Linked DNA regions of Mus musculus: regions 1, 2 and 3 are each linked to region 4. Evidence: chromatin contacts called from public HiCAR-type and promoter capture Hi-C data. All regions are on one chromosome and are shown on one strand. The core of a region is the stretch at or near the end of the contact, and the rest is flanking DNA. Distances in the headings are between cores, read along the strand shown.

Region 1 (4,041 bases), core at 1,235-3,734, 1.5 Mb before region 4:
TTTGGTTTTCAAAGCAGGATTTCTTTGTGTAGCTCTAGTTATCCATGACTCTGCTCTCAAGAGTAGCAAACAAAACAAAACCCCATTTAGAGTAAGGCTGACTTATGTTGGGAGTTCAGAAATTGCTACCATCATAAGTATAGCTCTTGGGTATTATTGATACCTTGAACTAAGGGAGACTTGAAGATTGGAAGCAAACTCTCCTGCTGTCTTCCTATCTCTTACCCCACATTTTCCTCTGAAAGTCGTCCTAAAGACAAGAGTCCCCTTTCCTCATGGATGATAAAAGAAACCTAACACCTAGAAAGGCCACTCTTAGAAAATCCTCTTTCTAGAGGGGCTCTGTCCCTCTAACAGGGCAGAAGGAATGCTGCACAGAAGAGTTAAGAATAGGGAGACTGGCAGGCAGCACTTGAGAGGCAGAGAGGCAAATCCCTGAGTTCAAGGCGCCTACAGCGCCAAGTCCAAGATAACTAGAGCTACACAGAGAAACCCTGTTTAGAAAAACCAAAACCAAACAAGCAAGCACACCTCAAATCTAGGACTTGCTAGTTTCCTCCATTTCAGTCTACCACCATTAGATCGTGCCCTTTTGTCCTAACACTCTCCCACCCACTGCCTACTCCTAAGACAAAAAGGTTTCCCTGGGACTCGGGGTCTTCGTTTATGAAAGCTCCACACCACATAAAATTTGGCTTACACAAGTCTATTTTGTTCTCTCGTGTAGCCAACCCAAAGCTTTAAGAGCAGGCATGGATCATGACCTTACCATGAGTGGGGAAAAGCCATCACACCCGACAAAGTGGGACAACTTTATGAGTTGAATTTTCCACAGTGAAACCAACAATAAAGGATAGCTACTCTTTTCTACTTAAAAAGACAGTAAATGACTTTTTGAAACTTTCCTACAACCAAAAATGAAGTTGACAACCAAGAAACTCAGTTCAGTCAGCAACAGGCCTCATTCAAACTGATTTTGTAGTGAATTTTTCTTTAGACAATGTTTTTTTAGGTTATAGCTTACTTGCTTGGGAAGAAAATAGATGTGTAACACAAAAATAGCCCTTGATGGTGTGTTCAATAACTTGATGTTATTATCTCATGGATGTGTGAGTAGGTATGTATACATACATAATTATATTGTATAACATATTATAATGTGTATAATGTGACAAGGTTTTTGAAAGTCTAGAGTTTAATCATGTTGATCTCTAATATGCTTTATAAAATGTGCTGTGAAGCTGTTAGTTAATTGTAAAATCCATATATCGCAAAGCAGCTCTAATATTTGAAAGCCTGTAGCAGCCACGGACATATCTAATTTAAAAAAAAGACTGCAGCAAACAATTTTATATTTAAGAAAAAAAGTCGAAATAATCTGATTTCCTGTATTTCTAGTTTGACTACAATACAACAAGCAAACTCAAAAGACAACAGATAATGCAGATGGTTGTCTGGCAAGTCCTAAGTGTGGAGCCAAATAGAAGAAAGTGAGAAGTCTAAAGACTCTAACAATTACAAGACAGAAAGAGGTTATTGGAACAGGGTGAGCTTTAATTACAGACTCAAAAGGATTGTCACCAGGACAGAGTTAACTAAAAACACTGGCTTCCCTTTTCTTTGACGTTGCAACAGTTTAAATTTTCAGTTCATAAAACTGTTGGGAATTATCTTTCCAACTGTCTCTTAGCATGTTAACAATTCGAAGGCAATGCTACAATCAGGTAGATCAAAAGGAAAATTAGCGTGTGAGCTAGGGGTGCTGTATACAGATTAAAGAGAGATGACTCCGTTTGTCAGTGGAGATGAGCCAAGTCAAGAGAGGAGCTGAACAGCGGTGGGGCACCAGGGACACAAACTAGGGAAGCAAGCGCTTAACCCCACTGGAAGACCCATCAACAGGAGGCAGCTGATGGAGCGGCCTACGGATTCGCACACGGTGTGTTTGCAAGCAGCCCGCCCTCCCGTCCTACTTTACCCTGGGCCGAAGCCACCAGTCGTCACCTGGAATGGGAGTTCCGGAGTGACTCGATCAGCCGCTGCTTCTGCTGCTGGAGACTGGTGAGGCCGGCAGGGGACCCAGCCGCGGAGGATGACGCGCTCTTCGCCAGGGGAAAGAGCCAGCTCATCCTCCTCGGGTCCCCGGGCCCGAGGCCCTACAAGGTTCTGGCCTGCTGCTCCTCGCTTAGCCCAGTGCTTCCCGGGCGATCGAGCACGGCCCGGACGGGGTGCCCAGGGGCCGCGCCGTCTCCCACACGCCGCGCTCGTGAGTCCCTGGCCCCGGGGGTCCGAGCTACCACTGCGGGCGGCTGGAGAAGGGCGACTCGTCGGCTGGACGGAACCCCGGTGTGCTCCGGGCCACCACCACCCCGGGGTCAGTTAGCTAGGCCTGGTCGCCTTGCCGGCTCAGCTGCTCCAACGCCGGGGCGTTCGTCACCTGCCCGCCCCGCCTCCTGAGGGAGGGCCCCGCCCACCCGGCGCCCGGCGTCATCAGGCCGCGCCCTCGGCGGGACGTGCGAGGAGCGACGTCGCCGCGCTGGGCCGAGCGCCGCTCCAGCTCCCCTTTCCCCCTTTCGCAGGGCGAGAGGCGTCTATGGGGCTCCCGCCGCCGCCGCCGGTACCGCCACCGCCACCGCCGCCGCCGGGTGCTAGCTCTATGGCGAGGAGGAGGAGGAGGAGCGCGAGCTCAGAGACCCAAGTAGATCCGGCGGGGGCCCGGGCGTGCTGGGGCGCCTTGGGAAAAGGGGCTGGGAGTGGGGAGCCCGAGATTGGCGCGCGCGATGGCGCCCGCCTAAGCGTGGCTGTGTGGGACGGAACTGGCGGAGGCGGGGAGCCCGGGGGGACGGCGGTGCTAACGGGCGGGGGGCGGGTGGGGGCTGTCAGGGGCGCGGCGCGCAGTGATGACGCCACCGCTTTGTACCTGGGACTTCGTTGTGGGAAGGAAATTGCGAGTGGAGGGCGGTGGCCTACTTGGGGCCCCGGTGGCTTTCGTCCTCGGCAGTGGTTTTTGGGGGTAGTCGGTCTGGCTCTAGGCCATGCGAATAGGCACCCTGCTCCTGGCCGGCGGCCAGCCGAGCGACTTATCCTTGACATGAAGGCGGCCGTGCTCTCTCCACGTTGCTCGCCCACGGAGGACGCGCGACCTCAGGGATGAGAAGGCCTTGGCTGCCCCTTGGAGGGACCCCTGAGACCGCAGTAGAGAAGAGCGGGTGGAGGAAAGCAGGGTTAAAGTACAGTGTGTCGGTAGAGCGCGTGTAGGGACCGGTGTGAGGACGGAGGGGAGGAAGAAAGAAGGCGTGCCCTGCATCACCTTTTGTTTTCTCCAGCGTACATTTAGGAGTTTGGGACACCAGGCCACCCTCTTTTAACTCGCTGGTTTTGTCGGGGGTTATTGTGTGTTTGGTCCCTGTCCGTCTGATTAATTATCTTACCATTGTATACCGTGAACCTTGTGTGGATGGCAGAGACGTGAGGTCTCTCTTGGGTTGCCAGTTTTTGAAATTAGAAATTTTTAAATGTACACATTTCATTGCCTGCCTGCCTACCTGCTTGCTTGCTTTCTTTCTTTCTTTCTTTCTTTCTCCCTCCCGCTATATTTGTTTCTGAGATTGCCTAATGGCTTTTCAAAACATTTTTAAGAAAAATGTTTCCTCTGCTCTGCTTTGAATGAGTAAGATTTTTAAATGTTTTGTTAGAAGAATAAAAGCAAGCATTCTGTTATGAAACGTTTGATTTTGTTGATTTTTTTTTTTTTTTTTGGCTTGAAATGGTTCAAAGTTTTGTGTGGAGTGAATTGAACTCGGAGCAAATCTTAATTAGTGAAATTTATATTCAGTTGGGAAATCGGCGGTGTGGTGCTTTTATCCTCTAAATATTAGCTGTATACCTTGAGAAAAGGAACTGTCTAAAACTTGATTTTGTTATGAGTCATGAACTTTGTATAAATAAGGTTTATACCAGCCCAGTTTTATAATTCACATTCATGATATTGGTGTTTTTTTATTTCAACAGGTGCATAAGTAAAGGGTAAAGTATTTTTAT
Region 2 (4,098 bases), core at 243-2,742, 1.3 Mb before region 4:
TTGAAGGCTGACAGTGTTTGCTAGTACTTGATTATTTATTTGTATAAAAGTACTTTACACAGCGTGCGTGTCATTTATCACTAAGCAAAGGTGGATAGCAGAGATCCCCTAACCTAAATGCACTGCCAACCTGGATCCAAAACATACACAAGAAGCTGGGTACTTGTACATGGCCACTACAGACCTACATACAGGAGAAAAAAAATACAAAATTTCATTAAGGTTAAAAGGGGCACTATTTCACCCAATCTTGTCATATCCTTTTAGTCTTGATGTAGAAATATTCCCTAGGCTAATTCTTGAAGTCATTTACATGACAATTAAACAGAGAACAGTGTGTGTTGGAGTGGAGTGGGGGGGGTAGGGGGACACAGGACACATCCCTTACTCTTCTTGCCTTAACAGTCTTTACCTTATATCAGAACTACATTGTAGCTCAACGTTTTTATATGATACTTCTGCAGTTAGCTTCACTCATAGTTTCCCACCTTTCATGACCTCTCTTCCTGTTTGTTCTAACCTATCATGTCAGGGATTCTGGGTTTATTGAGAGAAAGAGAAAGAGAGGTGTACTACTTTTGAGTAACGTTTCCCTTCCCAGTATAGCAACACCTCTCTTGGGACTGCTGTACACTAATTGGCAGACTCCAATATCTAAAGAAGCCTTCAGAATGCATCCAGCACTCGCTTCCAGGAATATTTGCTCTTGCTGTCTCTCACTCATCACTTACTTCTTCGTGTTTATGCCTGTCAAGTCCTTTAGTTGTGACACTGTGTGTCGTGGGGTGGGGTGTCTGGTTTGTATTTGGTTGCTCGACGGTAGCTGCAGCAACCAGAACGGTGCTGAGGCATGAGTGACAGCATCATCTTCATCTCTCCCAGAGCATCCTAGTGCACAGAGACGTGCCTGGCGTGGATCTACGCTGCTCACTGGAGGTTCCTCACTCTCTGTTACAGGAGCTCGCAGTGCTTCCACAACCTCCACTGTCAAGTGTCAGTCAAGTGTCACCGCGACCCCCAAGCCCTCCCTGGGCAGGTGGCACACCTGGCAGTCCAGCCCTCTGGCGTCACCTGCGCGGTGCGCGCACGCGCTCAGGCACTTACCGTCTCCTTGGCAGCAGCCACCGGGATGGGCAGCAGCCCCCTGCCGCGGGGCGGGTCCTCGAGTTCCGGGGCCGCTAGCTCCGAGGGGTCGGCTCTGGGGTCCCCATACAGCTGGTAGCACACAAGGCCGACCAGCCCCCCGCCAGCCGCCGCCGCGATGCTCAGCTCGCCCCAGCGTCGCCGCCGCCACGCCGCCTCCGCGACGGCCCCCTCGTCCTCCTCCCGGCAGGAGAAGGGCCGGCCCGACATCCCGGGAGCCGTCCCCGCAGGCCGCCCCCACGGTGAGAGGAAGGGCTGCTGAGGGGCGAGCGCCGGCGACAGCCGAGGCGGCGGCCACAGGAACCTCCGCAGCGCAGCCATAGCGGGAGCTGCGGGCCGGGCCGAGCCGAGCCGAGGGGACGGAGGGGGGCGGGAGGGGCGGGCCGAAATCTCGCGAGAAGTCGGCGCGGTGCTGGAGCTCGGAGCGGACCCGCGGTCCTCCGTAGCCCGGGCGGTGCTTCCCCGAGAGTCGCCGTGGGATGCAGCGCACGGGCGAGAGAAGCTCCAAAGCTTCCCAAGTCCAGGCTGTTCTCCTTCCTGCTTCCTCAGCCCAGCCACGCCGTGGTAGAGGACGGCGCCCGTAACCACGGCTGTGGGCAAGGGACCCCCAACCCTGGGGAACCGCTGGGAGGCGGAACTCCAGGAGCCGAGCTGCGGGGTGACCCGGCGCCCCTCCAAGACAGGCCGCGCTGCTCTGGGTGCCCTGCTCGGTGCCGAATTCTCTGATGCTCCGAGCGCTTTGTGGTTGCGTGCAGACCGTTGCTTCAATCATAAAGTCTGCAGTTCTGAATGAATATTTTTGGACTCCATAAGGCTGGCTTCTGGACTTTGGGCAAGGACAGGCTAATGATTTATAGTTAGTGTTAATATTTTTTAGGAACTACTAGTATGTGTATGTGACATTACTCAGTTCAATAAAACCGTCAAATATGTGAAACAACGGGTTTTCATCATTCTTATGACTCAATTGTGTGTGTGGGTGACTGATGGTATAAATGTAACTGAGAAGTGCAGTGTGCCCTCTTTTATGCACGTTATACAGTGTGTGTGTGTGTGTGTGTGTGTGTGTGTGTGTGTGTGTGTACACGTTGCCAGCATCAGCTTTACTGACTGAGTTATGCCTGCATTGCTCTTTGTGTGGAACGGTGCCAGGAACCCCTGAAAAGTTTCAGATCTAGAAGGATAGTCAGCAACATCCAAGTTTAATTGCTTGGTTTTCTGGCCTATATCCTACTATGTCTGTCCCTCACCCCTTATCTTCAAGTAACCCATTATATATGCTGTGTTACGTTTTGCTTTAATAGAGATTAATACAGTTTTACTTCCTTAAAGCTCCTAAAAATGGTAAAAAAGATATCTGTGACATATAAGGACAGTATCTATTTTAGGTTATCTGTTTTCCACTGAAGCCTGTTAATTCCACTAGCATGACTTATGGCAGCTCCATACTTTCCCAGGAATTTTTTTTTTGTCGTCTCTGATTTCAAACATTTTTAGGCATTTAGTTCCCTAAGGTATGCATGTATAAGTGTGTGTGTGTGTGTGTGTGTGTGTGTGTGTGTGTGTGTGTGTGTGTGTGTGTGTGGCGATGTGTGTGTACCATAGGTCCTCTAAACTTGTCTTTGACCTGAGCACAATTTCCTGGTATTTTTATAATATTCCAACATGGACTATTACCAGAAATCTTGGACAGACTAGATTTTTATTCATGGCACTTAAAAAGCTAAGAAGCTATAAAGAGAAATAGGAAAGTAATACATACTGTCATTACAATGGTATGTATATGACATATGCACATAGTTATTTTTTTCAATCATAATTTATAGGCCATATTTCTATTTTCTCTGGGGAGAAGCCAAATTCAGCTGTAAGAAGTACAGAGTTCTACAGAGTATTCAAATGTAGATTAAAATGTCTCATGCGCAGAAATTATTGAACTTTCCGTACTTTCTTTCTTTGAAACCCAAACTCTGTTAAGAATAATCATTGTTTTCTCCCCAAGTTATCTGCTCTGTGGCAGTTGCTACAGAAAAATAGCCAAATTGCTATGCTATCTGGAAATTTTTTAAGTTTAATTCCCAAAGTGATTTTAAAAACAAAACAAAACATGGTATTAGGAATTTGGTACTTCTTGAAACTTCAGGTAAGTATAGATTCAGCCTAAATTTTATTCCTCACTTGGATCAATTCTAAAGAGATCAGCGATTCCCCTCCACCCCTGCTTCACAGTGAAACTCAAAATAGTCAAAGAAGCAGTCACTTGCATTCATTCACTATTGTCTAAGTGAAAAAGAATGTTCTGGAAAACATACAAGAATTAACCCAGAAATGATTCTCCAGAAATGGGTGTACTTATACAACTAGTAATCACAGGCTAGAGACCTGGCCTTTCATCCTGACTGTATAGCAACTATTATAATGTCTCAGAGGCCACAGTTTCAAATACATATATATCAGGGCTATATATGCCTCATGGATCTCTTTCATTCATTCATATATATATATATATATATATATATATATATATATATATATATAATAGCATTTGGGTTTTTTCCAATTCTACAGCACATAGTATCTCTCACATCTTATCTCTTCAAATCTGCAATTGTCCTACTTGCTTTGTGTTTTCAACTTAGAAACTGCAACTCCTGACCTAGTGATGTTAGTCTTTTGCTAGCTGCCATCTTGCAAATAAGAGAATAACCTTTGTTTGTTGACAATGTGGACTCATCAGGAACAACTTAACAGAACTCCTGTAGTAGCTTACCATTTGTCTTAGTCTGCACCCGAGCTCCCAAAGCCTGAGTAGCTATAAGAGAGGCATATGCCCTGATTTGTGCATGCTATTCACACACACAGACACACAGACACACAGACACACACACACACACACACACACACACACACACACACACACGGTTCCCTCAGTCCTGACAACAGCAGCAGGACCGT
Region 3 (4,190 bases), core at 823-3,322, 1.4 Mb before region 4:
AGGGAACCCTCTGTGCCTTCAAATGCTTCCTTTTGACGGACATGAGCTATTATGCCAGGCTAAGCTTCTTAGCTTAATGTGATAATAAAGAACAAGCTGGCTATTTTGACAGTGAAGGCCTTCTAGGGCATTCCTCTTTTGCAACAAATGATGTTATTATTTCCCAGAGATGAAGGAATCAAACAGTACAAAGTTTCCCAATAGTTACATAACATATACAGTATATATCAGTAAGCAACCTATTTACAGATTAACTGTTAATACAGAAACTTTAATTTCTTTCTTTAACGCTCTTCCTGTACATTGTACATGACTACTTATTACATATTCTTATGCATTGTCAGGAAGATGTCAGTATAGACCACTTTTAAAAATCTTTAAATCAAAAATTAGAATTTTCACCTAATTGGGATTAAAATGTTGTTTCTGAATCTAGTCGACAAGGTAATAATAGCAAATTTTAAAACTATATGAAATGGGAAGATAGGTTCAATTATCTTGAAAGTGATGTCAAAATTATTTTGGTGTTATCATCTTGACACCATTTCTCATAGGACCGACATTTGGAGCTGAGATGGCTTCAGAGAAGGTTTTGCACTTCATGCACGAAGCTTTGAAACTACTCAAGTTGCAAAGCTTTAAGGAAACAGACCCTATTTCCTCCTTGTCCCACCCTAGGCTAGTACTTGGTTAGGGCAAAGGTTAGTAAGTTCAGTGGGTAAACATCAGACAAAATATTCACGTATCCCTGGCAGAAGAGTCATCCCCTGTGTGAACATTTCTTCCTGATAACACACATCAGCTTTCACGGAACCTCCTAAGGCAGAAAGTTTACATTAAGCTTCATAACTGTATTCCCTGCTTATGAATAATCAACCTTAAAAAAACAAATCTTCAGTGCTGAAAGTGCCCCACCCACCAATTCAGGAGCTTTATCTTGGACTGGGGCACTTGGTTCTCTGGATGCTATGCACTTCAGATGATGGTTTTCCTGCCCCGCTCTCTATTTTCCCAGCATCTAAACTATAGTCTTCTATATTTCTCACAGGTCTTCGAAAGATACTTTCTAGTGGCTCGCCCTTCCTGCCTCCTTTTGAATTAGAAAGTGGCTAATTATCAACCCTCAAACCACACAGGCGGTTACAACGCTCGTGAGTACTGTTATCATTTTTTAAAAAGTGGGTCTATGGCCATCAGAAAAGAAGCTGGCTCTGCCATCCGAGCGAGGTTAAGGCCAGTGTTTCCCCATCGCATATCTGGCGCAGCTCTGATTCTTGGCCCAGCCTTCAGGGCAGCTTCTCCGGCCTCCAGGGCAGCTTCCCAGCCTCAGTGACCACAGTGGTCCCCTGTTCTGTCCTGCTCGGTGAGAGGGTGTGGCTGGGGTGGCAGTGGTGAGTAAAAGGCAGAAGGGGGTACTCCTGGCCGTGCGTCCTGGGGTGGAGGTGACCCAGTAACCCAAAAGCGGCAAGGGGAGACCAAGGGAGTGACAGAGTGCAGGAGGTCTCCAGGAGGCCGGCTGACCTCCGCTTGGGGTGGTGGTGGTGGGGAGAGAGGTTTGGGGCGGCAGGCAAGCAGGTATTGGGAAGCGCCCAGGGCGCGCGGCGGGGTGGGGAGAACCCAGCGGATGCACAGAGTGGAAGCAATCGCAGAGCGGGGCTGTAGTCCCGGGACCGCGAGGGGACAGCGTGTGGGGTTCGGGACGCGGGCACCCACTCACCTATGCACAGCTGGATGGCGTAGGCGTAGTAGGACCAGCCCAGCAGCAAGCTGATGAACACCACCGGGATCCAGTAGAGCACCCGCCGGCACCGCCGCCTCACGCCGCCCGAGCCCGAGGGCGCCATCTTCCAGCCGCAGACACCTGCCCAGCTCTGCCGCCGCCGCCGCCCGTGGGCCTGGCTCGGGGCCGGGCTCGGGGCTCCCGGAGCACCCGACGGGACAGGCCCGGGGGCGGCGGCTGGCTGTGCTGCGGCCACCGCGGCCGCCGTGGCGCTAGCTCCCCATCCCGCGGCAGCGAGCGGGCGCCGCGGACTCCCGCTGCTCTGCCGGGCTGAGGCGGCGGCTCAGAGTAGGAGGACGAAGGCGACGAGGCGGCGGGAAGCTCCGCTCCGCCCCCGCCTGGTCCCCGCCCGGTCCCCGCCTCGCTGCCTCCCACTGCGCGGCGGGCTGCGCCCTCGGGCGGGTGCAGGGATCCGGACGCGGACTCCCACGGCGCCCTCGGACTCTCGGCTACCCGTGCGCCCTTGCCCTGGGCCACCGCAGGGGCGCTCGAGGTGGCGACCCGGTGCCCACCTTGGCCCTCCCGCCCCTGCACTTGGCCCTGGATCGCGGGACTGTGATGAGAATTGACACTCGCTTTGGGTCACCCTCCCCAGCCGCAAGCCACTCCCAGGGCGCGGATCGGAGGGGGACGAGCTGCAAGGTGTCGCTTGTAGGAGGACGAGCGTCAGCCCCTCTTCGCCCCGCCCCCGGGACCAGCCAGTTGCTATCCCACTCCTCACCGGCCAGGCCCAGGGAGGATTGCGCCAAGTCCTTAGGCGCCCAGGCCCTCACCCTTGCATCTGTCAGGAAAATTCTCGCTTTAACTTGTGGGTGCCAGTAAACTGGCTGAGAGTAGCCAAAGTGCGGTCAGTTTCCAGAACAGACCAGCGAAATGATGGTGTTTGGGCATGAGAACGCCTACCTAGGTGCCCAGATCGCCATGAAGAGGGTTGCCAGAGGCCCTAGCCAGAGGGAGCAAGTTGAATTTTACGTTGTGAATCCATTGACAGTAACTAGAGTTAGGGCTGGCAGATCTTTGCTGAGAGAAGATTCTCTCTTTTTGTGTTAAACTGTCTTGTGATTCTAAGAGTAAAGTTTACCGTCCCCATCTCCCAAGAGCCAAGCGATTCCTTCTCTGCGTTCTTTCCCATCCTATCCAGCCTGACAGTGATTTTGGTTGTGATAGCGATTCTAAATTTAGCATATAGTAGAGTTTAAAGCGGTTGTCAAAACCACTGGAACGTGATTCTAATGGTAGTTAGAACAAACATCCCACAGTTAATTGTTGGTGAATGGGAAAGGAACGTGTTTCTGAGATTACTCCTCCCATTATATAAACAATTAGTATGTGTAACAGGTACCAGATATCATTAATGAATACTATATTTACTCCACACAACCAGATTGGGTAGAATTACTTGATAAACGTGATAAGAATGCTGAAGTATAGAAACCCAGCTCCAATTATGTCCTCCTGGCTTTTCAATTATCTTCCCAAGACTGGATTAAATATCAAGCCAATGTTCCTGAAACAGCTACTGCATCAACGCAGAAACAACCTCGCTCACCGGCACCCCCAGAGCTCCCTGGGACTAAACCACCAATCAGAGAAAACAGGAGGTGGGACTCATGCGTATATAGCAGAGGATGGCCTATTCGGTCATCAATGGGAGGAGAGGCCCTTAGTCCTGTGAAGGTTCTATGCCCCAGTATAGGGGATTGCCAGGGCCAGGAAGCGGAAATGAGTGGGTTGGGGAGCAAGGGGAGGGAATAGGGCATTTTCGGAGGGGAAACTAAGAAAGGGGATAGCATTTGAAATGTAAATGAAGAAAATATCTAATAAAAAATAAAAAAGAATTTGAAAAAAAAAGTACATAGGAAATAGTAGTCAGACTCATGATGGACTTTAAGTCACTGAAATGTTCTTAGCCTGTGAGTCACTTTATTTTGCTGTGATGTTTTATTCTGTTTGGATACTCTCTAGGGCAGATTAAAATGAAAACAGAATTTCCCCTGCTATCCTTAGCTCCTCCCCTAGAAATCAGCTTCACATCTTAACCAGATTAGAATAAGGAATCGAGGGGGTAGCTCCCCTGTCCACGTGTTTAGCATGTTTGAGACCGTGGATTCAATATCCTCTACCAACTTCCAATTCATAAAATAATGAGACCAAAGGGGGGGGGCAGCTTGTGATTCCCATATCAGAACCAAGATACCTCGTAAAGATGAGCTAGCTGCTGGTGAAGATGAATGGACATTACTGAAGACTCAAAGGAGGTCGACCCCACCCTCAATCCTGGGAGTGCCACTGTGCCCTTCAGATACCCACTGACACCTGTACCATCCTCCATAGTCCTTCAGGGCTTGAGGTCAGCCAGGAGGAGCAAACATCCTACTCAGCTTTCAATATAAGCTGTATGCAGGTTTAA
Region 4 (4,297 bases), core at 3-2,502:
CATTTCTTTTTAATTAATGAAGGAAAATGATTACAATGTGCGCTCACTCACTCCCTACCCTACTGATAAGAAATTCTGATAATAAACTGAACCAGATTCTTTTTTATGAGCCTCGTGACTTGTGTAATTTCAACAGAAAAACCCATCTTCAACCGTATAAACAAAATACTCTTACCAAACTGGTCTACAATTAAAAATCCTACTCAATTCCAAAGCAAATGCTTTTGTGAAGCGAACAGACCAGATTAATTCTGCACAACTGAGCTCGAATTATTCTACCACCCACTTAGATTCGTCAAATCTCAGCCTTGGCCCTAGAGATAGGTTGAAATTGAAATCAGGTGACCCAAACTTCCCAAATAAATATGCATAGTGTAAAAGCTAAAAATAAAAATGCGACTGTTCTCTTGATCACACACTGAGGTTGAACACAGACATAAGCATTCAGTTAGTTCTACAAGGGTATTATTAGGAATACAGAATGAATAACACGCTCAATGTGACGTCTTAACATAAAGAAGAGCAGAATAATGGGTAAATAGTTCCTCTGTGCTTGCAAGTACTCCCCTTAGGGTATTTTCACACCCAGCAAGCCCTTTAGGAACACCAGCATCCAAAGTCCGGCCTACACCTGAGGCACACAGCACAGCTAGGGTCTCAGAAGCACCAGCTTTCAGACTTCAGCTCACACTTTCAGGATGTAGGAGTAGGGTCACCCTCAGCACTCACAACCCGTGGCGCCCAAGGGACACGCCCAACCCGCTCCCGCCCACGTAGCTCCCGCCCCCGGGGCGCCCACGTCCCCGCTGCCTAGCAACGCGGCGGGGCTTCCTAGCAACGCGACAAACTCCAGCCCTCCCCCGCCCGGAGGCGACCGCCCGAGGGATCCAGCCTACCTCCTTTTTCTTCTGTCCGCCCCCGAGCTGGATGCAGAGCAGCAGCAGCAAGAGGAGGAAGGGAAAGCTACCAGTAGGCAGGTAGCGCAACCGGCGGCCCGCCTGTCTCCGGCGTGAAGGAGCGGCCCTGGCACTCATGGCCGCAGGGCTGTGTCTCCTCCACGCGCGGTAGCCGTGCGCGCCCAGCTCCTACCGTGCCCGCGCCCGCCAGGCCAGTCGCCAGCAGCCTCTCCTGGCCAAGGCCTCGGGGTGGCAGCGGCTTCTCCAGGGAGCTGGGTGGAGGCTAAGGACGCGGAGGAGGAGGAGACTGACAGCGCATCCGGTTCACCAGGAGAGGGACAAGAATGGCGCGGGATGGAGCAGGAAGTGGGCGTGGCGAGAAAGCGGCTCTGTGCGCGCGCGTCTCCGCTGCTCTCTCCGGGGCTTCCTGTGTGCAAGCATCAAGAAGTAACCCCTTGCTTTCACCTCTGACCCAACGCTGGGCTGCCCACTAAGCACACAGGGCACAGGAGTGTGCAATGAGCCCGTTGAGCCAACCTGCCATCTGGATCAGGAGGACATCCCGCTGCCTTCTTGCACCAGAAGGTTCCCATCACTTTAATAAGTTGCTAGGGACCCCTATATGTATTCTCTTGAGGTCCTTACCACACTTGAAACACAACATAGTTGCCTGGATGTACATGAGTGTTCTACACTTTGCCCCGGGGTTTCTTCCACCTCCCATCAGGGCCCTTAGAAGCCAACCTGGCTAGAAGCTATTCATTCACTATTCATGAAGTTAGCAGCATTGCTCTAGAAACTAACAACATTTTTCTATTCAAAAATGAATAGAGCGTAATAAAGGCATCTTGTAACTGCATTGTTTCCTCTACCTAAAGATTTTTTTCTCTTGTACGATAAACACCTTTGATAGTCTGATGAAAAACCTAAAGACATTGAAAGTACTTTTAACTGCATAAATTATACACACACCCATATATATTTATGTATATATATATATAATTATTAAGGAATCCATTATAAAGCAAATATTCACATTGAAATAATTCACTTTGCTAACCAACAAATACTTGTAGTGGGGAGATATTAGACAATATTGTAAATATGAGAAACAATAGTTAAATGCTAGACATGACAAAAGGTCACAAAAGTGCAGGGGCATAGCTAATAAGTCACATGAGAGTCAAACAGTGCTCACAGATGGCATCTGACAGCAGTTTCAATCTTGTGATTTTTGATGTAGTGATCACAACATTCTATGTGACCTGTAGCAACTAGGCTATGATATGGCAAAGCCAGTTTCCATACAAAAGTAATAAATACTGCTGATTTGGCATAGTGTAGGATGAAAAAAAAAAGTTGTTCCACAACCACAGGAAATTTTAGTAAACATTTCATAGACACATTAACACTCAATATTTATGTGGTACAGCTAGAAAAAGATGAAGCAGCAATTCAAACTTTGGCAGTTCAGCCCTGTATCCATGCACATGCTACATCACCTTATTTAAAGTTTTATTTATTCTTATTGTATGTATATGAGTGTTTGCCTGCATATGTGTACGAAATGCACACCTGGTGTCTACAGAGGCCAGCAGAGGGTATCTAAGCACCTAGAACTGGAGTTACAGATGGTTGTAAGCCATCATGTGAAAATGCTAGCAATTTAACTCAGGTCTTCTAGAAGAGCAGCCTGTGCTCTTAGCCACTGATCCATCTCTTAACAGTTTTTTAAAGGAGATCATAAAACAACTCTTTTATGATTCTCAGGTTTTTTGTTTCCCAAAATTATCTGAACATTATGTTCATATAAGTTAGTTTATGGTTTTCTGTTTTCTGTTTTTTTTTTTTTTTCCATTTTGGTTTTTAGACAGGGTCTCACACTATAATCCTGGATATAACAAAGACTACCTTAAATCATCATTCTCTTGCCATTACCTTCCAGATACTGGAAATATAAACATATACCCATCATACCTGTACTGAGCACACTTCTTTAAAGAAAACTGATCTGGGCACCTTCACTGCCAGAGGACAGGTATCTGCCTGGCCTTGGAGGCCTTTGCCAGAGCATCTGCCGGAGACATCTTGGTTCCCGGATCCTCCCAAGACTAGTCTGCACAGGCTCCAGGCATCGGGACACCGTCCCTGCCAGAGGAGAGGTGTCCACCCCACCCAGGAGGGCTTTGCCTTAGCATCCACAGGAGCCATCTTCCTTCCCAGATCCCACCAAGACTAGTCTGCAGAGGTGAGAGTGTGGACTACAGAAGCTCACAGTTTCTGGGACAGGCCCTGTTTACAGCCTTTGTCTTCAGCCAGGAGGCAAATCCGAACAATATATATCTGTGCACCTTCTCTGCAAGAGGAGAGCTTGCCTGCAGAGAGTGCTCTAACCACTGAAACTCAGGAGAGAGCTAGTCTACCAGGTCTGCTGTTAGAGGCTAACAGAATCAGAAATACAGGAGAACACTGCTAAAGAGTTCCAAGTCCTTAACGAAAAAGAGGAAAACACATCCAAAAAGATGATGGAAATGAACAAAACCATACTAGGCCTAAAAAGGGAAGTGGACACAATAAAGAAAACCCAAAGTGATACAAAGCTGGAGATAGAAACCCTAGGAAAGAAATCTGGAACCACAGATGCGAGCATCAGAAACAGAATACAAGAGATAGAGAAGAGAGAATCTCAGGTGCAGAAGATTCCATAGAGAACATCAGCACAACAATAAAAGAAAATACAAAATGCAAAAAGATCCTAACTCAAAACATCCAGGAAATCCAGGACATAATGAGAAGACCAAACCTACGGATAATAGGAGCAGATGAGAATGAAGATTTTCAACTTAAAGGGCCAGCAAATATCTTCAACAAAATTATAGAAGAAAACTTCCCAAACCTAAAAAAAGAGATGCCCATGAACATACAAGAAGCCTACAGAACTCTAAATAGACTGGACCAGAAAAGAAATTCCTCCCGACACATATTAATCAGAACAACAAATGCACTAAATAAAGAAAGAATATTAAAAGCAGTAAGGGAAAAAGGTCAAGTAACATATAAAGGCAGGCCTATCAGAATTACACCAGATTTTTCACCAGAGACTATGAAAGCCAGAAGATCCTGTACAGATATTACACAGACACTAAGAGAACAGAAATGCCAGCCCAGACTACTATGTCCAGCCAAACTTTAAATTACCATAGATGGAGAAACCAAAGTATTCCTTGACAAAACCAAATTCACGCATTATCTTTCCACGAATCCAGCTCTTCAAAGGATAATAACAGAAAAATACCAATACAAGGAGAGAAACCAGGCCCTAGAAAAAGCAAGAAAGTAAATCCTTCAACAAACCTAAAAAAAGACAGCCAGAAAAACAGAATGCCAACTTTAACAACAAA

The links. Promoter capture Hi-C pulls out the DNA fragments that hold promoters and counts their contacts. HiCAR-type assays count read pairs that join an accessible place to other places.
Region 1: a promoter capture Hi-C map of hematopoietic stem and progenitor cells shows a contact between it and region 4. The contact joins the promoter of Cnot7 here to the promoter of Tusc3 in region 4. A contact is called at or near these places in 18 of 39 promoter capture datasets (the 3T3-L1 cell line, 3T3-L1-derived adipocytes, the C10 cell line and 12 more), 1 of 484 Hi-C or Micro-C datasets (CD4 T cells), 1 of 115 datasets of contacts at active chromatin or transcription factors (thymic regulatory T cells) and 1 of 9 other capture datasets (adipose tissue).
Region 2: a contact with region 4 is called in a HiCAR-type map of astrocytes, with 2.2 times the contacts expected there. The contact joins the promoter of Micu3 here to the promoter of Tusc3 in region 4. A contact is called at or near these places in 5 of 39 promoter capture datasets (the C10 cell line, cranial neural crest, hippocampal neurons and 2 more) and 1 of 115 datasets of contacts at active chromatin or transcription factors (astrocytes).
Region 3: a promoter capture Hi-C map of hippocampal neurons shows a contact between it and region 4, with 7 times the contacts expected there. The contact joins the promoter of Zdhhc2 here to the promoter of Tusc3 in region 4. A contact is called at or near these places in 4 of 39 promoter capture datasets (cranial neural crest, frontonasal cranial neural crest, hippocampal neurons and 1 more) and 1 of 115 datasets of contacts at active chromatin or transcription factors (embryonic stem cells).

Annotation. Positions count from the first base shown.
Region 1 is chr8:40,510,197-40,514,237 of GRCm38.p6, reverse strand. It overlaps Cnot7 (CCR4-NOT transcription complex, subunit 7), which reads left to right and starts at 2,484. Exons shown (of 7, transcript NM_011135.5): 1 at 2,484-2,698; 2 at 4,012-4,041. It overlaps Vps37a (vacuolar protein sorting 37A), which reads right to left and starts at 2,455. Exons shown (of 12, transcript NM_033560.3): 1 at 2,005-2,455. The coding sequence starts at 2,129.
Region 2 is chr8:40,305,417-40,309,514 of GRCm38.p6, reverse strand. It overlaps Micu3 (mitochondrial calcium uptake family, member 3), which reads right to left and starts at 1,492. Exons shown (of 15, transcript NM_030110.2): 1 at 1,105-1,492. The coding sequence starts at 1,464. It overlaps Mir7666 (microRNA 7666), which reads left to right and starts at 1,586; the gene lies at 1,586-1,640.
Region 3 is chr8:40,421,697-40,425,886 of GRCm38.p6, reverse strand. Zdhhc2 (zinc finger, DHHC domain containing 2) reads right to left here and starts at 2,072. Exons shown (of 13, transcript NM_178395.4): 1 at 1,718-2,072. The coding sequence starts at 1,844.
Region 4 is chr8:39,002,800-39,007,096 of GRCm38.p6, reverse strand. It overlaps Tusc3 (tumor suppressor candidate 3), which reads right to left and starts at 1,252. Exons shown (of 10, transcript NM_030254.4): 1 at 897-1,252. The coding sequence starts at 1,034.